Linked DNA regions of Mus musculus: all the other regions are linked to region 1. Evidence: chromatin contacts called from public Hi-C data. All regions are on one chromosome and are shown on one strand. The core of a region is the stretch at or near the end of the contact, and the rest is flanking DNA. Distances in the headings are between cores, read along the strand shown.

Region 1 (4,518 bases), core at 1,139-3,638:
GCTTTGGGACAAGTAAAGGCTGAACTACAATTTTATACGTAAGCACATCAAAACAGAAAACAGCAGGGAAAACACAATAATAAGTATCTGAAAATTGCATTTTTGTATGCCACCTGCGTGTGTCGCTGTCATATAAATTATTGAGCAAACTGTGAGGAAACACCAAAAGAGTTTTCCCCAGACACTTTAGCTCAATACCTAACCAAGCTCCTTGAGTATGTCTGGTATGACTTCTCATTGTCTATAGGAAAATCTCATAGAATGGACTTTCTGTCATGAAGTTTATTAAAACAACGACAACGACAACAACAACAAAAACACCCCAGAGTTTGTTACCACTTACACCTGTAAGATGACAGCATGATATGTTTAGAATTGAAAATGCAGATTTCTCAAAACTCAAAACATCAGTCATTTAGAATTAAATTCTTTAGACTCACTGCTAATTTTCTCTATCTATCTATCTATCTATCTATCTATCTATCTATCTATCTATCTATCTATCTATCTATCATCTATCTATTTTTTTTTTGAGACAGGATTTCTCTGTACCCCTGGTTGTACTGGAACTCACTCTGTAGACCAGGCTAGTCTTGAACTCAGAGATCCACCTGCCTCTGCCTCCCAATTTTTGCTGGGATTAAAGATAGGTGCCACCATGCTCAGTATGCTAATTTTCTTTCATTGCTAAAAATTGGAGTAGAAAATTGATAGTGTATTTTGAATCTATTTCAAAATTATACCCACATGTTGCAAGCATAGGGTGTTAAGCAATAATCCTGCACTGGTGACGAGGGGAAAAGGACCCTGAGCCCATTCATTTTCACCTCTCAACATTTCGTTGTCCAGTTTTTGTGTCCTTCAGCCGAGTGACTTTGAGTTTGACAGAACCCTAAAGGCAATCTGCAGTGGGATCTCTCTGTAGTATTTGGATCTACTTTTCTCCAAATAGTGAAAGTGACTGGAAAAGACCATAATCCATAGATTCTATTTTCAGCAATGTATAATTGCAAGTAGTATATTTTTCTTGAAGATGGAATCCAGGGCCTACATGCCCGCTAACCAAATGCCCTGTCACTGAACCTCTTAAACCTGCCAAGGGTTTTTTTTTTGTTTGTTTGTCTTGTTTTGTTTTGTTTTGTTTTAGTTCAGTACGAGTGTTAAGTTGGAAAGCAGATGTTCATTCTGTAAAGTAGGCAATAATGTTGGCTCTGCGAGTTTATCATTCATTTATCTTGTTCTTTAATCATCTGTTTAAACTTTCAGCATCGACTCTGATGGGACGATGACCGTGGACTGGAATGAATGGAGGGATTACTTTTTATTTAACCCTGTGACAGACATTGAGGAAATTATCCGTTTCTGGAAACACTCTACTGTAAGTCTGCTTTATGGATCTGTAGCTCCAAGCCACAGGCATAGTGCTGATGCAGGAAACACACCTCAAGGGAGACAAACAGAGTTTATTCTGTTTTGAAATGAGGGACCCTAGCCTGGTAACATAGATTCAGGTTGCCCTAAATTCAATGTCCCAACATGGAAATAGTTCCATGAGGTTTTGTTTTGTTTTGTTTTGTTTTGTTTTAAATAGTAACGGGGCAAGCAAAATCATAACTCAGGACACTTTTCAAATACATTGGTAGAAACATCAGATAGATGGCTTACAGCAAAGTAGGGAAATTTCTACTATGGACCTCAGATGTTGTGTGATGATGCTCTTAGCCCTTGTGTTGGTGGAATCTAGGGGTCATTCATGTCTTCCAAAGGGTTTATGTAATAGCCACAAGGATGCTAGGCTACACACAGAGGTGGGCAGTAAATACATATTAAGGGGAATGAAGACAGTTAAGATAGGCTGGCTCTAGACTTGCATGTTAGGCTACACACAGAGGTGGGCAGTAAATACATATTAAGGGGAATGAAGACAGTTAAGATAGGTTGGCTCTAGACTTGTAGCACTGCAAGCTTTCCACATCACTGAAGTTCTGATCAGGCTGTTAGTCTTCACAGTTGCTTATCCTTAATGGAGCTCTGGTTCACAGTAGTTACCACCCAAGAGCATCAAAACACCTTGGGAAGGGTGGCCAAGTCTCAAGAGAGTACCGGGATCTATTTGATTTCTACAGTTCTGTTTATTCTGTTAGGCACAGGATTATAGAATATCTTTAAAGCTCCCCCCCCCCCCCCCCGCAAGGTAGTATAAATACAGCTTTTCTCAAAACTTGGAGGAAGTCCTATCTTGATGAACAAGCTGTCTGGCTCTCATTAGCATGTGCTGCTTCTGCTATGGGGAAGTCTGGTAGTCCGATGACACACATTACCAAAGTCATTCCTGTGCATCCAGATAGCTAAAGATGTTATGGCCTCGGGTCCCTGAACCTTTGCTTATTTAGGCTGCCTTGACTCATTGCCGACATAAGGTATTGCATTACTCACTGAATGCTAGGGAATAACTTTGACTCATGTGGTTGGCATTTCCTGCCAGTTTATACTTCACAAATTTTTTATTGTGATTCTTTCATTAGCATTCTGGCAAAATATATTGGTATAAATTAGGTTTGTCACACAGTCTGTTTCTTGAAGCCTCTGGGGACCTTCTGCAGGCTCTCCCACCCCTCAACCTGTGGATTTGTTCTCTATACTTGGAGGGAAGTGTCTTTGACTCCCACTTAATACTCTGAGAGTTCACACTGTCACCAGTAACAATGTCTACGTTTACACAGAACATCATAAAATCAATTATGACTATACATTTTATACTGTGAACTTTGTATTATATCTTTGGGGATAGTTGTTAACATTTGATGTTATAATCATAAATTCATTTTATTGGGAACAAATGGAAGAAGAGAGAGTTACTACCAGCTTGGTTTATTACCTTTCATTCTTGCCCATAAAGTTTATGACAAGGTCATTTTATATGTGTGGTGCTAGGATCTGGAACATGTTAGGAAAGTGCTCTGTGACCTAGTTATACCCACCACAGCATTTAAATAATTAAGTTGCAAAAACAATTATGTGGGCTCGCTCCTAACAGTAACAGCTCCGACACAAAAAGAAAGTTCTGGGCTTATCTGTTTGCGACTGAAGAACTGTGGGATCTCTTTCCATTCCACCAGGGAATTGACATAGGGGATAGTTTAACTATTCCAGATGAATTCACAGAAGATGAGAAAAAATCAGGACAGTGGTGGAGGCAGCTCCTGGCAGGAGGTGTGGCGGGCGCCGTCTCTAGAACGAGCACCGCTCCTTTGGATCGCCTCAAGGTCATGATGCAGGTGAGCAGCGTGCCTTATGCTCCCTTTATATCTTAGGAAATATTATTCTACCATTACCCCTCAGATTAGTCTCATGTCTAAGTATTTGGTGCTGTCACACTAAACCGTAAATCGTTAGTACTTGTATGTAATGAAATATTAGTCTTTGGTATTCCGTGACTTTAAATGTTCAATTAAAAACCCTTCACTGCTATTATAGGGTTCTCATTAAATTACTCATGTTTTCTTTGATCTTATGACTTGAGAAAGCAGAGGATTTCTCAAGTCTAGAGTTTTGGTGACAAGAATGTAATTTCAAAAGTGATTCTAGATCTAAGGTTAGCAGAAAAGACCTGGGTTTCCAGGCAGAGTTGGCTACTTACAGGCATTGGGCTGGTCATGAGGAGAGAAGAGAAAAGAAAGGATATCCATTTGTGCACGTGACAGGGACCCATTTAATATTCACAGCAGCCTGAAAAGCAGGTGGTTCGGCTTCATTTTGCATATGTAGAAACTCAGGGGGTAAAATTAACATTTCCTTGATGAAAAAGAGGAGATGAAGCACAATAGAGCTTAACAGCCAGTGCCTTGGTTCCTAAACTTCATGTGACCTCTGAGATCTCATGTTTCCTCCATCCCACAATGGGCAGAGTGTCTAACAAGGATGGCTCTGAAGTTTAGCTTATATAAGCACTGGCATATGTCCTAGAAGAACATAGTGGCTGCCTAAGAATGTTTTTATTTTATGTGTATGGGCATTCTGCCCAGATGTATGTATTCTGCCCAGATGTGCGTATGGGCACCCTATGCATGCAATGGCCGTGGAGCCTCTGACACTGGAGTTACAGATGCCGTGTGTGTGTGTGTGTGTGTGTGTGTGTGTGTGTGTGTGTGTGTGTGTGTGTGGTGTGTGGTAGGAACCAAACCTGTGTCCCCAGGGCCGTCCTACAGTTCCTTAAAATGTTTTTAAAGCTGTACAGGCAGCGCTTCTTTTTATTTTTAATTTGTTTGAACAAAATATTTCTGACAGTACTTTAAGTTACCATTCCTTCATGATGCATCCAATTCAAAAATGTGTTTACAAATCTAGCTCTTTATAGAAAATGGGAGAGATTTGATAGAGGCTGTTTTCTTTAGTAAACTGACATCAAGAAAGCACGCATTTTCCCTTGTCATATGTTATCATGAAGTTTATTATTTAAAACAAAATGGATCTGTTAGGATTGTAATTTCCACACACCTGCAGGCCTTTCCAAAGTCT
Region 2 (4,518 bases), core at 1,222-3,721, 360 kb after region 1:
GGCTGCAGGACATCAGTTGAACTCACAGACTGGGGAGGTAGCACAATCATTACAGAGATTGCTATGCAAGCATGGGGACCTCAGCTCAATCTCCAGAACCGACATAAGACAGCCGGATGCAAAGCGAGGGTTCATGATTATCCTCGTACCTCTGGGAAGTGAAGGTGGGAAGATCCCATCTACCCCTGGGGTTTGCTGGCCATCTGCTGTAGTCTACTGGCTCAGTGCCACACCAGTGAGAGACCCAAAAAACAAGATGAATGTTATAGCAAATCAACACTTGCACTTGTCTTCTGGCATCCACACACATGTTCACCCATGTACATACAGGAACGCTATTGAATCAGCTAGCTTCCCAGTGAACTTGTAATTAAGACACACATAACTCATCAGCATGTTTGATTCTAGCTCATTTTCCTCTAGACCTGTAGTCAAACATACTCATGACATCATCATGGTCATTAGAATTATTAATCTGATAATGCCTTTGAATGTGTTAGAAAAGCTAAGAATAGACAAAGGAACAAATTCATGGCCCGAATATTATCTTAAGGAACTCTCTTTACCGAAGAAGCCTTTGGTCTGACACATGCAGTTGCTTAAGAATATTGAACTCCATTGTGTAAATGTACCACATTTCCTGTATCCATTCCTCTGTTGAGGGGCATCTGGGTTCTTTCCAGCTTCTGGCTATTAAAAAGAATGAATTTATGAAATTCCTAGCCAAATGGATGGACCTGGAGAACATCATCCTGAGTGAGGTAACACATTCACAAAGGAACTCACACAATATGTACTCACTGATAAGTGGATATTAGCCCAAAACTTAGGATACCCAAGATATAAGATACAATTTCCTAAACACATGAAACTCAAGAAAAATGAAGACTGAAGTGTGGACACTATGCCCCTCCTTAGAAGTGGGAACAAAACACCCATGGAAGAAGTTACAGAGACAAAGTTTGGAGCTGAGATGAAAGGATGGACCATGTAGAGACTGCCATATCCAGGGATCCACCCCATAATCAGCATCCAAACGCTGACACCATTGCATACACTAGCAAGATTTTGCTGAAAGGACCCAGATGTAGCTGTCTCTTGTGAGACTATGCCGGGGCCTAGCAAACACAGAAGTGGATGCTCACAGTCAGCTAATGGATGGATCACAGGGCTCCCAATGGAGGAGCTAGAGAAAGTACCCAAGGAGCTAAAGGGATCTGCAACCCTATAGGTGGAACAACATTATGAACTAACCAGTACCCCGGAGCTCTTGACTCTAGCTGCATATGTATCAAAAGATGGCCTAGTCGGCCATCAGAGGAAAGAGAGGCCCATTGGACATGCAAACTTTATATGCCCCAGTACAGGGGAACGCCAGGGCCAAAAAAATGGGAATAGGTGGGTAGGGAAGTGGGGGAGGAGGGTATGGGGGACTTTTGGGATAGCATTGGAAATGTAATTGAGGAAAATACGTAAAAAAAATAAAAAAGAATATTGAACTCATGAGGTTTCTATCTAGCAATGTTCCTTGACATTTTGGCATCTTTTGGATTAACACTGTTTGCATGTTTCAGTCAGGGTTCTTTAGAGAAACTGAATTGATAGAATGAATCTATATCACACTCATGGTACTAAAATCTTTATTAGTTAGGGTTCTCTAGAACCTACCTAGAAACCTGTATAGAAAGGGGATTATTAAAGTGGTGGACAGATGGTCATCCAGCTAGTCTAACAGTAGCTGTCCACCAATGGAAAGTCCAAGAACCCAGTAGTTGTTATATCCGTGGAGATAGATGCCTCAGTTGGTCTTCACTATACACTCAAATCCCAAAGTAGGCTCTAAGTCCAGTGAAGGAATGGAGTAGTCAGTAAGACAAGACAATCAGAGAAAGAACAAAAGTTTTCTATAGGCTTTCGCCATAAGGGGTAGCCTAGATTAGAGGTGGGCCTTACCACCTCAAAAGATCAGGATTAAAGATGAGTCTTCCCACCTCAAATTACTTGGGTGCTAGAATTATAGACATGCACCACCATACCCAGCTTACAGTACCTTTTAAAAAGAAGATAAAGTGTATAAAATATGAAGGTTTAAAATATTAATTGTGGTAACCGGTTTATATTTTCACATATTCAGCCAAATATTCCATTTGATTTAGTTAGGTAAGTATTTATAAGCAAATAGAAGGTTGTCTGTTTTTTAAGAGGTTTAAGGGACATGCCTTTAGTTCAGAAGGTTATATTGGGGCAGATATTCTTTTCAATGATAATTAAGTGGGCACAAAGCATACTTAGACACAGACCGAACAAGGCAAGAAGGGAGGGAAGGAAGAAGAGGTAAAGAAAATGATGTTGACTGGAATTCTCCCTCAAGCCCAGTAGAATGCTTTGGGAAGGCTATGGTGTTGTGTTTGGAGAGAATTGATGTGGCCAGAGCATGAGGCTGGATGAACCCACATGACTTTAATGAGTCAGGCCCCGAGCTGTCTGATTCATAACCCTGGGGGAATGTGGGAGGAGAACTCTAAAGGAAAACTTGGGAGGGATTGGAGGATGTGCTATAAAGCCAATCTTCAGTCGTAATTCTGCTTGATTCATCTTATGGTTTGAAATACTATAAGACATGCTTTTTAAAAAACCTGAAGCTACTAGAAGTGTTGCTGTGGAAAGGAGCAAAGATACTTGTAAGGATTTTACTTTTGGGCTTTGCATTTTTGTAGTGTTTTCTGACTTCCTTCGAGTAAACTAACGAAAGTTTAAAACTCCATTGCCTTAGGAATGTTCAAAAAGAGCCAATAACGGGAAGTTTACTCTGCGCGATTTGCTGGTCGTTCCAATGCAGCGCGTGCTGAAGTATCACCTCCTCCTTCAGGTCTGTACATTAACAGCGCAAATGCTACCATGCATTTGCTCACCCCACAGAACACCGACGGGCGGCAGCCTCATGCAGAGTCTCCATATTATAATTAGAGCTAAGTGTGAAATGGCCAGGACAGCTAGGTGTTTTATTTTCCTTTTAGCAAAAATAAATAAATAAAAAACAAATAAATAAAATAATTCTGTCTTTACTAAGAAGACATTTTGTGTTCTTCATAAAGGATAGGAAAAAAAAAAAAACTAATGAATGAAACAGATACTAGTAAAAACGTGCCTTCTATGGCATGTTTTGGAGTTAGCGATAATCATTCGCTAGCGAGTCAATGAACCTGAGTGTGCTCAGATTACCCTCATTAGACTGTCCGCCTTATCACAATAATTAAGAGAATATTGTATCATGGGCTGTATTGCTTTTTCAGTGCACGAGATGTACTAAGACGGCATCTATTGTGAGGGGATGCTTACTATAACACACAAAGTTTATGGTTTCCACGGTTAGTCCTCTAATGAGGGTGGAGAGTCTTATAAATTTAATTTGATAGCTATACCAGGAGGCTCATTAGTTCTGCTCCAAAGAAATGTCTCATTGTATTAGTCTGCGAACCCGGCTGATGCTTGTGGAATGTCATTTTAAAAAGATCTACTACCTGTACGTGAAATAGAATTTTGAGTCTTCTGTGCTTCGTACATCTTGTATATTAAATTTCTTGAACTGTAGCCATGCAATTATTCGTCATTTCTATTTTGGTTCTACTGAGAAATCAGAAAAATTCAAACCCTGATTATTTCTTAAAAATGCATTAAAACATTCATGAGACCTAAACTCAAAGCAACTTAATCAAATTGGATTTTATGAAAAAATAATAAGGGGCAACTCAGGCAATCAGCTTTCAAGGCTTTGCGGAGCTAAAAACAGGTCCAAAATAAGATAATAATTTGTTTTGTTTCTTTGATGTCTTGAAGCACCGACTGAAGAATTTAGAAGGTTCAGATCAAGAGTCAGACTCTTTGGGTCCTTGTAAGATTTTGTGCAGACTCAAAAACTAAGAAATACAATGATGTGTTTTTGAACTCTTTCCTTACCCTGCTTCTCCCCCTTCTGTTGTTTTGTATTTTAGAGTTCAAGACTACGTGTAATTCTACAAAGTTTTTTTTTTTTTTTTTACAAATTAGGAAGCTCTATTTTTGGTACTATATGTGGATAAAAATTTTAGAGATTTTTTTTTAACTTTTAACATATTTTGGAGCACTTGTCTGGTGTCTCGAGATATCAGTTTGTAATTTTTCTCCTTACTAGTGCACTTGCATGCTTTCTAATGGAAATCCCTTCCGATGCTGGCTCATCTGAGGACAATGACATAAAATTTAAAATATTTCTGACAAGCAGTGAGCCTGCATGGGTCTGACCTAGGCCCTCTGTGTGATGTTTCAGTAGTATAGATTGTGGGACTCCAACAGTGGCATTGGGAAGTCTCTGACTCCTGCTTGCCTTGGGGACTTTGTCCCCCCTACTGGGTTGGCTCAACCAGCCTAAATACAAGGGGAGGCGCCTAGTCTTACTGTAACTTGATAGGCCTTGTTTGTCTGATATCCATGGGGTGGGGGCTGACCTTTTCTGAGGAGAAAAGAAGTGGATGGGGTCTG
Region 3 (4,518 bases), core at 1,170-3,669, 340 kb after region 1:
AGGAAGGTACATTCACAAATAGTACTTGTTTTTGGTTGCTATGCATGTTGGACCCCATGGTTTCTTTTAGCTATTTGTATTCTAGATTACTATGTCTCTCTTAACTCAAGACCATCCAAGAGCTTCGTCAGTTGCTCCTGCAGAAATGGCTTGTTGCTTCAGTTGCAAGTTACAACAGTGACACTAATGTGCCAGTAAGTAAAGAGTGCTATCTCCTGAAGAGAATAGTTTAAAAATTGGAGCTTGTCTCTATTCAGTATTGCATTTTGCTTCGTGTAATAGTTATTAAAGTGACAAACTGACTGGTCAAGTAGCTCTGGCCAATGAAGAGTCGTTGTCAAACAGAAGAAGGGGCAGGGACCTCATCTGCTGTTTTGCTGGCTTTAGGGTTGAGAATCTGGGCACCTCTTTCCCTACTGTTAACTTTTCACATGAGGCCCTTATTAACGTCTTCATTACTTGTGCTAGGCTAGCCCTTTACACATTCTTGCCTGTGTAATCCAGGATCTTCACAGTGATGTTTGTAGGGCAAATATTCCTCTTTCACTCACGGGGCCAGCAGAATAGTTTATGTCCAGTGACTCTTATGAGAATCAAAGCAGGAGAAAGCAGTTTGGGTCACCTGTCCTGACTGTTCTTTATTGCTGGAAAGCAAAGTCATTATCAGTGGAATGCCTGGCTGCGTTCTCACAAGAGTGTCTAAGTTCATGTAAGCAGTTTAAAGAACGCCCCTCTTTCTTTCTCTCCTGGACAGGTACCCACTTTACCATCCTTCCGGCAACAGAACCCGCATGTAACTGAGTGTGCGTTTGGTGAGGATGCTGAGTGCTGACTTGGTATCAGAGCGTCATAGCTACTTACTCATGGGGATAATGGCAAAATCACTAGACTCTTGATGTATGCTGGAGTGTCACACGGCATTAAGATGAATAAAGTGCATTTATGCATGATGGCACGGCTGTGATTGATGGCTAGTGACAAAGCATGACCCTGCACACTTTAGAAAAATCTTAGAAAGGTTTTAAAAACAGCTTTATAATAGTCCTCTCTATTTTTGAGGCAGGATCCTACTTCATAATCTATACTCCTTTACAACTGATTAGCTTAAAAAAAAACAACCTTGAGTTCTTTTGAGAAAAAAAAATTAGAAACTGATTTTGAAAATGTTATAGAACTGATAAGTGCCAGGACAGGACTATAGCCACCGTCTAAGAGAGGACACATGAGATTCAGGTTGGGATGGGAGCAGAACACAGAGAGAAGGCACCTTGGGCTCCAGCTGCCTTGTGGAACTCTGGTGACACTTGAGCAGAGCTGCCTGGTGCTTTGATCTCTGGTTTCCAGTTGTGCATCTGAGTGGACACTCCTTCATTACCTAGTCTGAGCCTGCTGTCCCTCCTGAGCCCGCATGGTGGTCAGCCAGGGCGCCCAAGGACATCTCACCTCTTATGGTCTCACCGTGGCTGTCTCAGAGCACTCTTGGACCATTGAGAAAATCCCTGTGTGACTGACTTTTGGCTATTGTCTGCTCCCCATGGCTTCCTGTCCCCTCTGTTCACCCTTTCACTAATGCCATTCATTAGCCCTGTTCTCTGCTCGCCTATGTTCTCACTGACCCTGTTGCTTCTGGGATGCAATCTCCAGTTTAAAGTGGTAATGAGAAGCCGTGCCTACTTCTCTCACCTTCCTCACACAGTAGGTCTAATTAATGTCAGCCCAAATAAAATCTTGACTTCTTTACACACGTGTTTCCTTTCCCGTGGGGATAGAGGATGTGGGCAGGAAAGGTTGGTCAGGACGGGGAGTCACAGTAGCTCGCTGTTGCTAAGTCCTTACTGCCTTACCCACCTTTCTGGAAACTGACGTCCACAATCTCTTGTTTTGAAGTATCCATTTAAAAATCAACATATTTCATGGAACATAGGCTTTTTAGTGTCTTTCGGTATTTTTTTTGTTGTTGTTGTTTTATTTTATTTTATAAATATTCTTGTCTGTATGCTTCAGAAGGGCAGGGAATTCATAGAGGGGATTTGAGGATCTGGCATTGATCTGTGTCTTTGTCTGTTCACAGTCTGTAAACATCGTCTTTATAGAATAGATGTTGTTCTAAAAATACCACATTGACCAAGCAGCCTTTATTTGTTTTGACTAAATTTAGTATTAGTATTAGAATGATGAAGAGAACAGACATAAAAGTGAAGGGTCTTGCAGCTACTCATTGTAAGATCACCATGCAGTCTTCCCACCCTTCTGTCCCATGAATTTAGCTGTATTATCTTCTAGTATTGAATATAATAAATGACCACCATTAAATCATAGGAGTTGCTTAAACCAAATTTTCAAAGCATGATTAAAGGTAATGCTTAAAGCAGACCTAAGGTAATAGACTATCGTTTGGCTCCCTCTAGTGGTGCATGTTTACATGACAAGTCAAGCTGTATGATTTCTGTCATCTGGGTTTTCCAGCTCCAGGGGGAAAGGGACATGGGCGGGGAAAGACTGTAGTTATTCTCAGTGTTGACAGATCAAAGACAGAAAGTGAAGTATTTTGTAAATCAACAGTTGTCATACAATTATCTCCAAAGAACAAAATAAATTGCCATTAAGATGCACATTAAAGTAGCAGGAATAATATTTTATTGCTGTGTTGTTTTTCTTGCTAAGAGGGCCTAAGACCACAGCATACAACACAACCAGAAGCAGGGTGTTCTCTGGGGTTCTGTAGCACTGACTCATCCCAATGGTGTGTGTCTCAAACCCTACTTTAGCCAGAGGTCTGAGGACTACTTATTCCAGATGTTTTTAAAAAACTAGACTTTTCACTTAGAAACACATAATTTTGGCATCTTCAAATATCAGTAATTTTTATTTCCTAGTGTTTCAGCAGGAGGTTAGGGTTAAACCGCAGAGTTTTGGAGCCACTAGCTTTGCTCCCCTGGTCTCCAGGTCGCTTGCTTCACTTTACCCCTAGGAACCATTAAAAGCATCCCCTCTGTCCTTATGCTCTTGTTAAAAATGATGAAGCCGTGTTTGGTTTATTTTTAAGTTAACAAGTCTATATACATGTCATGTAGAACATGCTGTTTTGAGCTAACTGTGCACTGTGGAGTGTTTAGACAGAACCGACTGATGTGTGTCTACTCTACTTCATTTTTTTTAATGCTACCATGCCACGCCTATTCTTTTCACAATTTTCAAGAATCCAAGAATTCACAGGAGATTGCTATTTATAGTCAATATGTAATTACAATTTCCCATGTAGTTAATTTTATTTTCTATAATAAAACTTCACAAACATTTGATGGACATTCTCACCCCACCCCCGCCAATAACTTAACGCGGAAGTTAATTAGCTGTTCTTATTTATGTTTTATAGAGGTGGGTTCACCTGAGTGAACAAGGCTCCCAATGGGCTCCCTCCTGAGCCAGGAGTTTGGAGACCCCATTTATGGGACTGGTACCCCGCAGAGGCTCATTTGAGGGATGGAGATCCTTGCTCACGCTTCTGTCCTGGGGCTGAGGCTTTTTAGAGGACACTACCTCAATCCAGACAGATGCATCTTCCCCCATTGCCGTTCTTACTCAAAAAGAATCACATAGCAGATCCTCCTTTGCTGCGCTTGATTTTGAGAGTTTGAGCCATCATGTTTATCATTAAAAAAATGCAGTTAATGAGAAAATGAATTCTGGATCTAGATGGTTTCCTCAGTGAGTTTCTGCCAAACGATTGAAATGAAAGAGGAGTGAGATTACTAAATACAGATGCTAAAACTGTCAGCAGAGCACGCTTGGACTTAGGTACTGAAATACATAATCGAAAGTAATTTAGAGCAGAAAAGTTCTTGAAAGCACTAAGCAATTTCTTTTAGTGATTATAAAGAATTGCTACCTTTGAACCATTTATTTCACATGTACTGTGTTATTTCATCCTTACAATAATCTAATGATCATTAGCTATTCTTTGAAGACCTATCTAGAGGAAGAAGCCAACACTAGCGAGTTTAGGCAGTTGCTTAGAATTAGCTGGCTAATGAATGTGAAACCCGGATTTGATCTTGCGTGATCAGGCTAAGAACTGGCACGCTCAACCATTTTGCTGCTCAGTGATGCCTGCTGAGCTGTGGAAATATGTGATATCTGTGTGGCCCAAAACGTGACAGAAACGGTGATGACTGAGTGCCTAGAGCCAGGCCAGGTCAGCCATGGAAATACAATGTATGAGTTTTTTTTTTTTTTTAATTTTATTAGGTATTTTCTTCATTTACATTTCCAATGCTATCCCAAAAGTCCCCCATACCCCCCCCCACTTCCCTACCCACCCACTCCCACTTCTTAGTCCTGGCGTTCCCCTGTACTGAGGCATATAAAGTTTGCATGACCAATGGGCCTTTCTTTCCAGTGATAGCCAACTAGGCCATCTTTTGATACATATGCAGCTAGAGACACAAGCTCCGGGGGTACTGGTTAGTTCATATTGTTGTTCCACCTATAGGGTTGCAGTTCCCTTTAGCTCCTTGG
Region 4 (4,518 bases), core at 1,402-3,901, 310 kb after region 1:
ACCTGTATATAATCTCAAAACCATTATTCATATTATTTATATGTATATAAGTTTACATTGATTATCATATAAATATATATTTAAATCAATGACACATATATTGCTTTTATTGTTTTGTTGTTTTTGTGGTTAAATCCCAGAGATCCATACATATCATTTAAGTTCATATTTATACATTCCAGATAATACTACCATATAATAATTATAGTTTATTAGCTGTCTGCCTTTTCTTACCTCTTCACCTTTTCTTTGTTTAAAAACTTGGATCCATGTGTTTCTCAGGTAGCTACTGCAGAAAGCACTCTTGGCATTTCCTGTTAGAACATTCTGGGCACACTTCCACTGGACTGAAGGGGAGACTTTGGCCAGAGAGAGAGTGAAGCTGCATTCTAGAGAGATTCTCTTTGAGTAGGGCAGCGGCCTTTGGGTTTGACCTCAAATCTAGAAGACTGTCACTGGTTTAGACTGGTTTCTATCACATGGTACAGAGGAGTGTGTCCTCCTTCTTACCCCTGAACTCAGCCCAGGAGGAAACCAGATCGGAAGGGTTGGTCTAATTGAGAGTTCCCATGTGCCATTTAGTGATTATTGTGCCCTCTGGTGTTTTTCTGAATTTATTGCCTGTGTAAATCGGCATGCAGAGCTTTTGGGGATAGCCCATGGGGCACTGGTCTGCTGAGTCTTAGTTGCAAGATGAACTGGTGCGTGGAGAATGGACTGCTCCCCCTGGAAGACACTTGTTAACAGATAGACTCTTTTATTCTTTGTCATCTTCGTTTTCGACTCAGAACAGCTCCAGAGGTATCTGTGTTCCCAGCTCTTAGAGATATGGTCATGTCTGATTACCAGTGCCCTCTGATGGTCTGATGGCCACTCCAGAAGTTCTCTCCTTCCTTGTCTTCACATCTGCATTCTGATGGTCCTGTTTTGCTTTCTGGCCATTGCAGAGATCACTTAACTGGCCTCTCTGACCCCTCCTGTCTTCCTTCCACTTAGTCATTTCTAAACTCAGCTGTTTTCCTTTCTCTTTGCACTTTTGATGGCTCCCCATACTACAGAGGGAAAAGCTTTCCCTTCTTAACACAGCTTGGTAGACTTTCCTAATCTACCTGTAATCTGCTAATTCAGTGTTGTGTCTTATCTTTTCTTCCTTTTTGCCACATGGGCTTTGTTATGGCTGATAACCACTCTCTGTCCCCAGCGAGACATGCTATGCACCAGTCTGCACCATGCTTCTTCTATGTACCTGCCTTTGTGCTTTGGAACGCTTCTCTCTCTCTCTTTGGAAAACTTCATGACCCTTTATGCCCAATGCACACGTTACCATCCCTGAAAGGCTTCAGTGCTTTCTGCTGCAGTGGTTGGAGTTGTACCTCACTCCAGGATCCTTTTGGAGCTTCCCGTGACTCTGTCAGTCTTTATTCTCCCCATTGAGTAGTAAGCTTCTTAGAGGGAGGGACTGGAACCTTTCCTTGGAAGGATCCCATAGGACATCCTCAAAGCTCTTTTGCTTCTTAAAATTTGATGCTTGTCACAGGAGGAACATGCTTTGGAGACTAGGGTCTGGTAGCACTTCAGTCTTTGGACATGTAGGTGCTATACTAGAGTCATGAGGCTCAGGGTAGAGCCAGGACTGTGGCTTGAGTGATGGCAGCCAGCATCTGTGAGTCCTGAGTGACAGCCTGGTTGGCATAGGAAATAGTGATGTAGGTGGGTGGGGGCTGTCTTTGTACCTTTCCACTTCATTTTGCTCATTTGGGGCATTAGAGTGTTTGAATAGACATCCCTTTGGATGCTTTTAGCTGTCAAAAGTGTGTGTTATTGCCTCTGCCTTGCATTCTCTATACTTTACAAATTATCTACAAGAATATATTACTGTCAAAACTTGAGGTGCCAGGCTAAGGTTCCAATGACTCATAACAAGCAAAAGATCGAGCTAAAAGAAAAGCATTCAGCCCAAAGAAGCACCTACAGGCAGGCCCATCTGGCACCCAAATGACACTTATTAGTGACACACTTGACAGTGCCAGGGGCTTGGAAGAATCATGGTCAGCAAGAAGACTCTAAACAGGACTGGACCAGGCTGAGGTTATGTAAGGCTGCAAATGGCCTGTGTTTATCAGTGTTATCAATTAGGAAGCCAATGCATACTTGCTTGAGTATATTTGGCAATAGGCATATTTGACACTAGGTGAAGATTTTTGCACCAATGATTTCATTTGACTTCACAATTTCCCCAGGATCGGCTTAAATATCTCAAAATCATATGTTAGAAATGGGCTCAGATAAGCTAAGTAACTTACCCAGATCACTCAAGTATGAAATGTTGAAGTCATTCTTCTAGTGCCCAGTCACAAGATTCTAAAACCTGTGTTCTTTTTTTTTTTTTTTTTTTTTTTGTTGATATAACATTCTACTTCTATGTTAGGCAAAGAGATAAGGGTCTAAGAGGGCTACTGACAAGACCCGGAATTTGGAGATACTGTTTCCAGATTCCTAATAGCATAAAGAGATGGTAGATAGTGCAGAATTCTATTACAAATTTCCCATCTTCAAGCAAGTGTTTTGATGAGGGATTACAAGTTGTTCTTATCCATGTCTTGAGGAATCCAGATTTCTAGCTGTAAGTCAAAGAATGGGATCTGAGTCACTCCTTGAGTCACTGCCAGGGCCATGGTGCCTGGCAGGCAGGAACAGTGCGTGCAGGGGCCCCTGGAGCTTGTCTGGTCATGTGAGCTGCCAGGCACGCTGTCTTTGAGACAGGGCCCTGGACTTCAGCCACTGCCATGGAGCCCTTACTTGAGATGTTGTTAATCGTTATGGTGAGAGTACAAACACACCTTTTTCCTCATTTCACAAGCTTCTAAGTGGGCATCTAGGAGTGGGGTGCCTGTGGCACAACATAGGTCATGTGTGCAAGCCCTAGGATGAGGTGAAGGCTGAGATGCAAGTGATGGGCAGCTCTATGTTAGAGTGGATGATGGGCTCCCAATTCTAAGATAGGGGTTTTCCCATGCAGACAAAACTGGTCATGTCACACAGCATACATGCAAAAGATAGACACTGGAGCATCCAACCAAGCTTCCATTACCACTTATTTCAGTAGAATGCTATTTCTTCTTATGCCAAATGTAAGGAAAATTGTGGTGCACTTTTTATTCCTTGGGTCCAGAATCTTTGGAACTCTCTCTTGCATTCATCATCTGGAATAACATACACTGTAATATGAAGATACTCTTAAATTAGACAGCTTCCTTTCTATGAATGGGACCATCATACCAGTTTAGAGCATCAATACTTAGGTTTTGAAACTTCTCAGTAATCATTGTCTGCTCTTACAAATGGTGCTTTCACCTCTTGGATCAGCCATGCTGGTTGCTGCCAGGGTACTCTCTCGAAAGCCCAGTTTTCACCATGCATCCCATTTTGAAGATTATCCATTAAGATAGTCGAGGAGTCAGTGACCTTTGGATCACTTTTGACTTGAATTCCCTTCGACATCAGCTGAGGAGGGTAAATATGATTGCCTTATGAATCAGAAGTCATTCCTGTTCTTTATTAATGTCCACTTGCTGCCTTTTCTTGGGTTTAGTTTGTTTCTCCTTGAAATCTTCATACCACCACAGTTGCCATATCGGATGACGTTTTGATATTTAAGTGTTTATGATATGCACTTGGGTTTAGAATTCAGTGGCCTTTTTCTTCCTAGTTTTTAATTCATCAAGTGTTTTCAATTCCTTTATTTTTATGTTTTTTTTTCCTGACCCTCTTTCTAGTTCTTAAGAGGCTGAGACCCCACCCCTATGTTGAAGATTGTATTTAGTGTTCTTGTCTAGCTTGTGCAAGGACCAATTAATGGGTCACATCCACAGCCCTTTGTCCTGTTAATGTTAGACTTCAGATGGGTTCTTGCTGGGTGATGATTAACCAAAAGAGAAATATATGTTTTGGTTTCTACTGAGAGAGAGAGAGAGAGAGAGAGAGAGAGAGAGAGAGAGAGAGAGAGAGAGAGAGAGAGAATGTGCAGAGACCAGAGGTCAATGTCCACTGTCTTCCTCAGTCCTTTCCTCCTGTATCCACAGTGCTGGGACTGTAGGCACAGCTTGCTTCTTGCTGTTTTTATGAGCACTGGGAGAGCTGAACTCAAGTCTTCACGATTCTGAAGCAAACACTTTATCAGTGGAGCCATCCCCCCCACCCCCCAGCCAAGTGTAGTTTTTAAATCATTCAGCAACAAAGGAACTTGATTTAAAAGTGAAAGATTAGTCATTTGCTTTGACTTGTGAGTTTTGTGTACACTACTCTCCATATGGAATTAATACTGTTGAATACCTTAAATAGCTGTGTGTGTGTGTATCTATCCCATCTGTTTGTTTATGGTATTGTGATATTGACTAGCTCCATATATTCTTAACCTCATACTCACTGGGAATCAAGCAAGGAAATAACAATGAGCTGATAAGATGGAACAGTTGGTAAGGGAGCTTCCTATTAAGCCTGATGAGTTTTGTTAGATAT
Region 5 (4,518 bases), core at 1,292-3,791, 280 kb after region 1:
CAGACATGAGTAGAAGAGAGAACTGTGTTGCCCCAGAAAGCACTGAGCTCACACAAAGACTCCAGCAACAGCTCTCATACAAGCCAGGCCAAGCCATCCCTGCAGTGAGGGATGGTTACTTAGAGGCTGATTAGAAGGTTTAGGATCACTCACAGATGCAGCTATAACAACAGCAGGTGTCTTGACAAGTGTTCTTTTTGAATAGGGGGTCCATTTGGCTTTCTTCTCTCCTCCTACTCTGAAAATGTTACTATCCATTGTTCTGCAGTGACAGGTAGTCAAGGTCTTTGGCTCTTAAGTTGCTGAGCTGAGGAATCAAAACAAATGAGAGATAAACAAACAAGATCATCACAAAGTTGCAGAGGTGAATACGACTGAGGGAGTAAACCAAAGGAAAGGCTGAACAACTGAAGGAAGCCTGCCAGGCAGAGGGGAAGGAAAGGCTCTGAAATAAATGCTAAGACCTGAGAGAAGAGAAGGAAAAGAGTATTGCTCTTATTACTGCACTTCCAATTTACCTATTCAATAAATCCCCCAGGAAATTTCAATTAGATTCTGATTCTGATTCAGTAGTCCCCTGGAGTCCCCTGGAGTCCCCTGGAGCAAAGCTAGTTCTCCAAATTGACCTCAGTTTTTTTGTTTTGTTTTGTTTTTTGTTTTTTGTGTGTGTGTTTTTTTTTCCAATCCTAAACTATCTTCGGATGGGCAAGCAGCCACTTCTTGGCAAGGGCATATTGGCATTCTGCATGGACTGCTTTGCTTTGGTGGCTTGTTGGTTATGTAATTCTCTTCCAGAGTGCCCATGCTTCAACTTTTCTGTTTCACCTGGGGCTGCTTCACCTTCAGGGGTTGTGGCAGTCTTAGAACTTTAAGCTCCCAGAAGGCATAAAGACATCTCCTGTGCCCATACTTGGGAGAGAGAAAGGTATTCCAAAGAGGGAAGGAACAAATGTAGGATGTCTCTTTGATACTGTACCTCCTGTTAGCCCACCCACTGAGAATGTCCTTTGCAGAACTGGAAATGTGGTTTGAGGGTTTAAGTGTGACTTTTACTTTTAAGTTCTTCCATTGAATAAATAGCAAATCTTTTGGATAGATTTTTAAAAAATATTCTATTGAATTTCAAATATCCATGGTTTTGTGTGTCAACTTGACACAAGTTAAGAGTCATCAGAGAGAATGGAGTCTTAGTTAAGGAAATGCCTCCATGAAATCTAGCTGCAAGGCAGTTTTTTAAAAAAATTGATGATTAATGGGGACAGTCTCTGCTCATTGTGGGAGGTGCCTTCCCTGAGCAGGTGGTCCTGAGTTCCATAAGAAAGCAGGCTGAGGAAGCCAGGGGAAGCAAGGCAGGAAACAGCACCCCTCCATGGCCTCTGCATCAGCTCTTGCCTTCAGGTTCCTGCCCTGTTTGAGTTCCTGTCCTGACTTCCTTTGGTGAAGAACAGCAATGTGGAAATGTAAGCCAAATGGACCTTTTTTCCCAACTTGCATTTTGTTCATGGTGTTTTGTCTCAGCAATAGAAGCCCTAACTAAGATACTGTGTACTCAGAAATCTGTTTGTTGGTATATGTCTCGTGTAACAGCAGTATACTGAACTACATGTTTATAAATACATGCATACACATAACTTGTGATTCCTAACTTACGTGTACTCATCAAAAAACCAATAGCTGGACATTGTATTTCTTGTTCTTTGATGACTTGAGTTTCACTGTGGCTCTTGGTTGTTCTTGTGTAGTGTATGCTCTCTTGAAGAGGCCTTTAGGACAGAGCTGCTTTTTGGTTTCTTTTCAAGAAATGCATTGCATCACACAGGATATAAGTATTGAAACAAATGAATATGGTATAGCATGCTCAGTGCTACGCTAAGCAACAGAAAAGGTTCTCTGAGTAGGAACACAGGGGTAGGGGATCTGCTGCCCCATCTCCCATATGATGAAGGAATAGTCCTTGAGTGGTACCCTTTTACTGAGTCTATAAAGGGCAGGAAGGATGCTGGTACTGACCAAAAGGAATAACCTTATTTTATGTCCTTTGTAGTCATTTTCTTTCCCCACAACAGCCTTATTATGTTAGCATTATCCCCACTTTATGACTGAGGAGTATGATGGTCAGAAATATAAAACTCATAGCTAGGGGGCATTGGAACAAGAAGCTGAGACACTGTATATCTGATCTCAGAGATGTTAATCATGTACTGCCTTATTTCCAAGCAAAAGTGAAAGGCTACCTCTGATTAGAGGGAATGTCCTACAGAAAGGAACAGAAAAGGGATCCATCCCCTTAAAATGTTGTAGTATCACAGATTATCCTTGCCGATCAAGCATAAGATATAGCTAAATGAGCTAGGTCTTGAGGTCCAGCAGAAATTGAGCAAATGGGTAAGACTCAGGGCCTTTTGGGTGTGCACCGTGGGGTTTGATGAGCGCTTTTAGCAGGTGTGAGCTGTAATTCGTGATCTCCATGCTGGAGTCAAGCACTGTGTCAGTGAGAGGAGGCTGTGGGAAGCTGTGGTCACACCAGCAGCAGGAAGAACCGGTATGAAGATGAGGAACTGTGGTAGAAAAACAGTGCAGAGCTTTGAGAGCGAAGACACGAGTCATGCATGGCTAGAGAGCTTCTGGGTGATTAGGAATCGATTGTGATCAGAGAAATGGAGTCAGAAGAGGGAAGGGTCACTCCTAGATGACTGGAGAGGAGCAGGGCTTAGGGAAGGGGAAACAGTGGGGCAGGAACAGGTGCACCTGACAGCAGCTTAAAATTGATGGGGGACACCAAGGGCATTTGCATTCACTTACTGTAAATATATTCAGCAACCCAATAGATATTTTCCTTTAGCAGATTTTAAGTAAAAGTTCCCATTTTAAACTTTTCTGTAGACTGATGTTTTTATTTTTACTTTCTTATTTAGTATTCGGCAGGAGCTTGGGTCCCTGTAGTGTACTTAGAAATATTGGTCTTATTTCTTTTCAAGTGACTTGCTTTTTCTATGATCAGAGTGGGTGAAGGAATATTTGTCAGTATTTGCAAGGCTGTAGCAAGCCTTCACATTCTTACTGTGAGCCTCCCTCCTGCTGCACTGACCGTATTCCATCTCAGCTGTGCTGAGAGATCTTTGACCCCATCACACTGATTTACAGCTAAGCTGCAGCTTATCCAAGTTACACAGGACATTTGGTGAGTCTAATACGTTATTGCATATGATGGGTGACCAATTCACAAGGATAATTGGTGAACTCCAGGCAAATGGCTCTCAGTAGCTGGTCTCTTGCCAGCAGCAACCATGCAGAGCTCTAAGCTTTGAGTCCTTTGGCTGTGATGCCCACGTGCATGTTTTCTATATCCACTCATCTCTTAAAGACATATTTGCATCTACAGGAGTGTAGCGGTGATGGCGGGGATAGAAATGTACAGATGTCCTTGCCTGCTGGGGATCAATACAGGAGGCGTGTTCCAGGATGAAGCGTGTACCCGACAACTTCAGGCAACAGTGCTGGGCAGCCTCTGCAGATGTGTGGAGTCTTGATGAGGGGAGGCTGTTGAGTCACTTGTTTTCCACCCAAAGCACCTGCATCTTTGTAGGGATCCATTGTTGATTACAGAGCCTTGTCTAGCTCACCTCAGTGCTAGTTAGAATGCCCTTTCAGCATGAGCCACCCTGACAAATCAAGACAGTGTGTGAGGAGCAAAGAAAGGACTTGTCAGTTCATGGTGAAGTCAGAAACTGTTAGGATAGAATTGATGTATTACAGTCTAGAGTAGTGCCCATGGACGTGTGAGTGCCTGTGTGCATGCATGCATGTGTGCATCTATGTGAGTGTGTGTGTGTGTGTGTGTGTGTGTGTGTGTGTGTGTGTGTACACAGATGATTTTATCAGAACTGTGGTAGGTGATTCTGGATATAGGTTTTTCCTTGCTACCCTTGGCCTGTTTTTCTGTGAAGAGAGAATATGGATAATAATTGCTACTTAGGAGTTAGTAGGCACCTTATCAGCCATGTACCAAATCATTTCCAGTGCCCATTTGTAATCTGTCTGAGCCAAGATGGTCACTATAGAATGCATATATTAGGGGACAGGGAGGTAGAAAATGCTACCATTGTTAGTATAGTTCAGGCTTTTGATATTTTGATGTTTTGGTGTTGGGCATGGATTGGGTAGAGTAATAAAAAACGTGTATGGAAGGCCAGACTCAGGGCAGAGGTAACTTGAAGTCTCCTTCTTAAGTTTGCCAAGCTTTAGCAAGGACTCTTCAGTAAAATGACTTCTAATGCATTTCCCAAAACATAAGTCTATGTTCTGGAAAAGAAGCAAGATCATATTTGAATTTATTGACTGTGAGATAGTAAGTACAGTTTTTCAGATGAATATTCTTTCAGGAAAATTACTATGAAATCTAATAATGAAAGGGACATGCTATAAATCAGTATCCCAACACTACCCCAGAGTAACTGAAGGTTTTTTGGCTTTATGCTACCTTGATTTTTGATCAAGAGGCTACCCTAGTGTTTATTT
Region 6 (4,518 bases), core at 1,394-3,893, 260 kb after region 1:
CAATTGCTCTCATACCTAAACCACCTAGAGACCCAACACAGAAAGAGAACTTCAGACCAATTTCCCCTATGAATATTGATGCAAAAATACTCAATAAAATTCTCCTAAACCAAATCCAAGAACACATCAAAATGATCATCCTTCATGATCAAGTAGGCTTCATCTCAGGTATGCAGGAATGGTTTAATATACACAAATGCATCAAAATAATCCACTATATAAACAAACTCAAAGACAAAAACCACATGATCATCTCCTTAGATGCTGAGAAAACATCTGACAAAATGCAACACCCATTCATGATAAAAGTCCTGGAAAGATCAGGAACCATATCTAAACATAATAAAAGAAATATACAGCAAACCAGTAGCCAACATCAAACTAAATGGAGAGAAACTTGAAGCAATCCCACTAAAATCAGGGACTAGACAAGGCTGCCCACTTTCTCCCTACCTATTCAATATAGTACTTGAAGTCCTAGCCAGAGCACTTTGACAACAAACAGAGATCAAGGGGATACAAATTGGAAAGGAAGAAGTCAAAATATCACTATTTGCAGATGATATGATAGTATATATAAGTGACCCTCAAAATTCCACCAGAGAACTCATAAACCTGGTAAACAGCTTCGGTGAAGTAGCTGGATATAAAATTAACTCCAACAAGTCAATGGCCTTTCTGTACACAACGGATAAACGGGCTGAGAAAGAAATTAGGGAAACAACACTCTTTACAATAGTCACAAATAATATAAAATACCTTGGCATGACTCTAACTAAGGAAGTGAAAGATCTGTATGATAAGAACTTCAAGTCTCTGAAGAAAGAAATCTAAGAAGATCTCAGAAGATGGAAAGATCTCCCATGCTCATGGATTGGCAGGATCAACATTGTAAAAATGGCTATCTTGCCAAAAGCAATCTACAGATTCAATGCAATCCCCATCAAAATTTCAGCTCAATTTTTCACTGAGTAAGAAAGAGAAATTTGCAAATTCATCTGGAATAACAAAAAACCTAGGATAGCAAAAACTCTTCTCAAGGATAAAAGAACCTCTGTTGGAGTCACCATGCCTGACCTAAAGCTGTACTACAGAGCAATTGTGATTAAAAAAAACACTGCATGGTACTGGTACAGCGACCAACAGTTAGATCAATGGAATAGAATTGAAGACCCAGAAATGAACCCACACACCTATGGTCACTTGATCTTTGACAAAGGAGCTAAATCCATCCAGAGGGAAAAAGCCAGCATTTTCAACAAATGGTGCTGGCACAACTGGCAGTTATCCTGTAGAAGAATTCAAATTTATCCACTCTTATCTCCTTGTACAAAGCCCAAGTCTAAGTGGATCAAGGAACTCCACATAAAACCAGAGACACTGAAACTTATAGAGGAGAAAGTGGAGAAAAGCCTCAAAGATATGGGCACAGGGGAAAATTCCTGAACAGAACAGCATTGGCTTGTGCTGTAAGATTGAGAATTAACAAATGGGACCTCATAAAATTGCAAAGCTTTTGTAAGGCAAAAGACACTGTCAATAAGACAAAAAGGCCACCAACAGATTGGGAAAGGATCTTCACCAATCCTAAATCAGATAGGGGACTAATATCCAATATACACAAATAACTCAAGAATCTGGACTCCAGAAAATCAAATAACCCTATTAAAAATGAGGTACAGAGCTAAACAAAGAATTTTCTTTTTCTTTTCTTTTTTTCTTTTTTTCCTTCCTTCCTTCCTTCCTTCCTTCCTTCCTTCCTTCCTTCCTTCCTTCCTTCCTTCCTTTCTTTCTTTCTTTCTTTCTGAGACAGTGTTTCTCTGTATAGCCCTGGGTGTCCTGGAACTCACTTTGTAGACCAGGCTGGCCTCGAACTCATAAATCTGCCTGCCTCTGCCTCCCAAGTGCTGGCATTAAAGGCATGCACCACCACCGCCCGGCTAAGAATTTTCAACTGAGGAATACCAAATGTCTGAGAAGCACCTGAAAAATGTTCAACATCCTTAATCATCAGGGAAATGCAAATCAAAACAACCCTGAGATTCCACCTCACACCAGTCAGAATTGCTAAGATCAAAAATTCAGGTGACAGCAGATGCTGTTGAGGATGTGGTGAAAGAGGAACACTCCTCCATTGCTGTTGGGATTGCAAGCTGGTACAACCACTCTGGAAATCAGTCTGGTGGTTCCTCAGAAAATTTAACATAGTACTACTGGAGGATCCTGCAATACCTCTCCTGGGCATATACCCAGAAGATATTCCAACTTGTAATAAGAACACAAGCTCCACTATGTTCATAATAGCCTTATTTATAATAGCCATAAGCTGGAAAGAACCCAGCTGTCCTTCAACAGAAGAATGGATACAGAAAATGTAGTACATTTACAGAATGGAGTACTAAGCAGCTATTAAAAACAATGAATTTATGATATTCTTAGGCAAATGGATGGATCTGAGGATATCATCCTGAGTGAGGTAACCCAATCACAAAAGAAGTCACTTGATATGCACTCACTGATAAGTGGATATTAGCTCAGAAAGTTAGAATACCCAAGATACAATTCACAAAACACATGAAACTCAAGAAGAAGGAAGTCCAAAGTGTGGATAATTTGTTCCTCCTATGACTGGGCACAAAATACCCATGGAAGGAGTTACATAGACAATGTGTGGAGCTGAGACGGAATGAAGGACCATCAAGAGACTGCCCTACCCAGGGATCCATCCCATAAACAGCCACCAAACCCAAACACTACTGCATATGCCAGCAAGATTTTGCTGACAGCACCTTGATGTAGCTATCTCTTTTGAGGCTATGCCCCTGCTTGGCAAATACAGAAGTGGATGCTCACAGTCACCTATTGGATGGAACACAGGGCCCCCAATGGAGGAGGTAAAGAAATTACTCAAGTAGTTGAAGGGGTCTGCAACCCTATAGGAGGAACAACAATATGAACTAACCAGTAACCCCAGAGCTCATATCTCTAGCTGCATATGTAGCAGAGAATGGCCTTGTGGAACATCAATGAGAGGAGAGGCCCTTGGCCTTGCGAAGATTATATGCCCCAGTACAGGGGAATGCCAGGGCCAGGAAGTGGGAGTGGGTGGGCTGGCGAGCATGGAATGGCGAGGGTATAGGGAACTTTTGGGATAGCATTTGAAATGTAAATGAATAAAATATCTAATAAAATTGTTTTTGAAAAAAATTAAAAATAAATTGCTTTGGAAACCACTGGAGTAGATCTTAGCTTGGGTGAAAACGTTATAAAAAGAGATTGAGGTTGGAATGGTAGAAATTTGAATAGCTAATAGGCATTAATTGCTAATTCTCTTTAAAATCAAGTCTGAAAATAATATGAGAAGTGGTTTTTTTATGTGTCCTGATGTTATTGGTACACAGGGGAACATTCTAACCTCTAAGAGACACATGCTGAGTGATTTAGGAGGGAATACCCCTGTCTGCACCCTCCTTTTCACAGCACAGACAGAATGTTTTTTGCGGTAACGGCCATGCACACGAAAGCACACACAGAGCTGTTGTGAGTGTGGAATAGGTGGAAGTACACGGTGTAGGTATATTATTCTTTCAGCCTTTGTGCTGGATTTCTTAAACTGGAAACTGAATAGAATCAAAGGAGTGAATACGTGAAGGAGCAGGGTGTCTGGTGGGCTCAGCTGTGTTTGGGACCTCCATAATGATGCCACAGCCCCCTTCCTCTGTCCCTCCACTCTGCTCCTGTTTTTGCCCACAGCAGAACACTTGGGAGTCCAGAGTGCATGCAGAGCCTAGTGCTTTCAGCCAAATTTTGAAGCACTATGAAGATCTCCCAGGAGTATTACTAGAAACGCTTAAAGCAGAGCCTTTTAGCTTTTCCAGTATCTATGATATTGCAGGCATTCAAAAACAGTTGGCTAAAACCAGGTATTAAACAGAGTAATCAGGCTAGTGAATTGCTGGAAAAGCAAGAGCACACGAGTGACTTTGTTGGGATCCAGCAAACACTTGTGGATCGGAATAGAATTGAACTTGCGAAGGTTAAGGAAGGTTAATATTGGCTCCAGTAAATTCAAAGCCTGATTTTCAGGCTTCGTGACTGTTTTCAACTGTTTCGACTTTGAATGATGCTTCTTGCCTTTCTGACTTCATGATCAAAGCGTTTTGGTAGAGACCTGCTGCAAGTTTTTCCTACACATGGGGAAAATGTGGGTTTGGTGAGACATCTTCAGAGGGTGGTATTTGCAACTGTGCTTTGTTCCTTGGTGAGCTATGAGTCTCTCCTCACTTAATTATGTTAAAAAATACTGCAAGAGAGCAATTGCATAATCCCCCAGAGAGTAATTATTGCCTGTCTTGGCAGAATGCAAGGCTTTTAATCTGTAAATAAGTGATTCTGTGTGGAGGAGCAACATGCAGAGTGATGCTGTGTAGTAAAGGTCTCATGAATCTTTAAAGTGACAGCAGTCGCTGCATCCCCTGATTGGCTGCTGTTTGCCTTTCAAAGCCTTTACGATGCTTC

The links. Hi-C and Micro-C count contacts between places; a contact is called where the count stands out from the background.
Region 2: a Hi-C map of bone marrow-derived macrophages shows a contact between it and region 1, with 18 read pairs. The contact joins two enhancer-like sites. A contact is called at or near these places in 2 of 484 Hi-C or Micro-C datasets (bone marrow-derived macrophages and embryonic retina) and 1 of 115 datasets of contacts at active chromatin or transcription factors (fibro-adipogenic progenitors).
Region 3: a Hi-C map of bone marrow-derived macrophages shows a contact between it and region 1, with 38 read pairs. The contact joins two enhancer-like sites. A contact is called at or near these places in 2 of 15 datasets of contacts at CTCF or cohesin (CD8 T cells and large pre-B cells), 59 of 484 Hi-C or Micro-C datasets (B cells, the C2C12 cell line, CD4 T cells and 37 more), 12 of 115 datasets of contacts at active chromatin or transcription factors (CD8 T cells, the NIH/3T3 cell line, Th17 cells and 9 more) and 3 of 9 other capture datasets (adipose tissue, embryonic stem cells and liver).
Region 4: a Hi-C map of bone marrow-derived macrophages shows a contact between it and region 1, with 27 read pairs. The contact joins two enhancer-like sites. A contact is called at or near these places in 1 of 15 datasets of contacts at CTCF or cohesin (the NIH/3T3 cell line), 7 of 484 Hi-C or Micro-C datasets (CD8 T cells, bone marrow-derived macrophages, conventional dendritic cells and 2 more), 5 of 115 datasets of contacts at active chromatin or transcription factors (CD8 T cells, acute myeloid leukemia, embryonic fibroblasts and 2 more) and 1 of 9 other capture datasets (embryonic stem cells).
Region 5: a contact with region 1 is called in a Hi-C map of bone marrow-derived macrophages, with 32 read pairs. The contact joins two enhancer-like sites. A contact is called at or near these places in 3 of 484 Hi-C or Micro-C datasets (bone marrow-derived macrophages, conventional type 1 dendritic cells and cortical neurons), 5 of 115 datasets of contacts at active chromatin or transcription factors (CD8 T cells, acute myeloid leukemia, cardiomyocytes and 2 more) and 1 of 9 other capture datasets (embryonic stem cells).
Region 6: a contact with region 1 is called in a Hi-C map of bone marrow-derived macrophages, with 26 read pairs. The contact joins two enhancer-like sites. A contact is called at or near these places in 1 of 15 datasets of contacts at CTCF or cohesin (the NIH/3T3 cell line), 4 of 484 Hi-C or Micro-C datasets (bone marrow-derived macrophages, cerebral cortex, cortical neurons and 1 more), 1 of 115 datasets of contacts at active chromatin or transcription factors (fibro-adipogenic progenitors) and 1 of 9 other capture datasets (embryonic stem cells).

What each region holds. Positions count from the first base shown.
Region 1 is chr3:109,153,728-109,158,245 of GRCm38.p6, forward strand. Slc25a24 (solute carrier family 25 (mitochondrial carrier, phosphate carrier), member 24) reads left to right here. Exons shown (of 10, transcript NM_172685.3): 4 at 1,267-1,378; 5 at 3,120-3,278. Among named protein-coding and RNA genes, the nearest start is that of Slc25a24, 33 kb to the left of the region's middle. Within about 2 kb of position 2,389, at least 64 of the 459 cell types and tissues checked have an H3K27ac peak or open chromatin away from gene starts, as enhancers often do. A contact at or near this core is called in the NIH/3T3 cell line, bone marrow-derived macrophages, embryonic fibroblasts and 1 more, where this site is marked.
Region 2 is chr3:109,513,215-109,517,732 of GRCm38.p6, forward strand. It overlaps Vav3 (vav 3 oncogene), which reads left to right. Exons shown (of 27, transcript NM_020505.2): 10 at 2,774-2,869. Among named protein-coding and RNA genes, the nearest start is that of Vav3, 170 kb to the left of the region's middle. Within about 2 kb of position 2,472, at least 45 of the 459 cell types and tissues checked have an H3K27ac peak or open chromatin away from gene starts, as enhancers often do. A contact at or near this core is called in bone marrow-derived macrophages, where this site is marked.
Region 3 is chr3:109,489,357-109,493,874 of GRCm38.p6, forward strand. All of the region lies in intron 2 of Vav3 (vav 3 oncogene), which reads left to right. Among named protein-coding and RNA genes, the nearest start is that of Vav3, 150 kb to the left of the region's middle. Within about 2 kb of position 2,420, at least 6 of the 459 cell types and tissues checked have an H3K27ac peak or open chromatin away from gene starts, as enhancers often do. A contact at or near this core is called in bone marrow-derived macrophages and neural stem cells, where this site is marked.
Region 4 is chr3:109,466,975-109,471,492 of GRCm38.p6, forward strand. All of the region lies in intron 2 of Vav3 (vav 3 oncogene), which reads left to right. Among named protein-coding and RNA genes, the nearest start is that of Vav3, 130 kb to the left of the region's middle. Within about 2 kb of position 2,652, at least 57 of the 459 cell types and tissues checked have an H3K27ac peak or open chromatin away from gene starts, as enhancers often do. A contact at or near this core is called in the NIH/3T3 cell line, bone marrow-derived macrophages and embryonic fibroblasts, where this site is marked.
Region 5 is chr3:109,436,935-109,441,452 of GRCm38.p6, forward strand. The region is part of intron 2 of Vav3 (vav 3 oncogene); the gene reads left to right. Among named protein-coding and RNA genes, the nearest start is that of Vav3, 99 kb to the left of the region's middle. Within about 2 kb of position 2,542, at least 18 of the 459 cell types and tissues checked have an H3K27ac peak or open chromatin away from gene starts, as enhancers often do. A contact at or near this core is called in bone marrow-derived macrophages, where this site is marked.
Region 6 is chr3:109,416,873-109,421,390 of GRCm38.p6, forward strand. All of the region lies in intron 1 of Vav3 (vav 3 oncogene), which reads left to right. Among named protein-coding and RNA genes, the nearest start is that of Vav3, 78 kb to the left of the region's middle. Within about 2 kb of position 2,644, at least 5 of the 459 cell types and tissues checked have an H3K27ac peak or open chromatin away from gene starts, as enhancers often do. A contact at or near this core is called in bone marrow-derived macrophages, where this site is marked.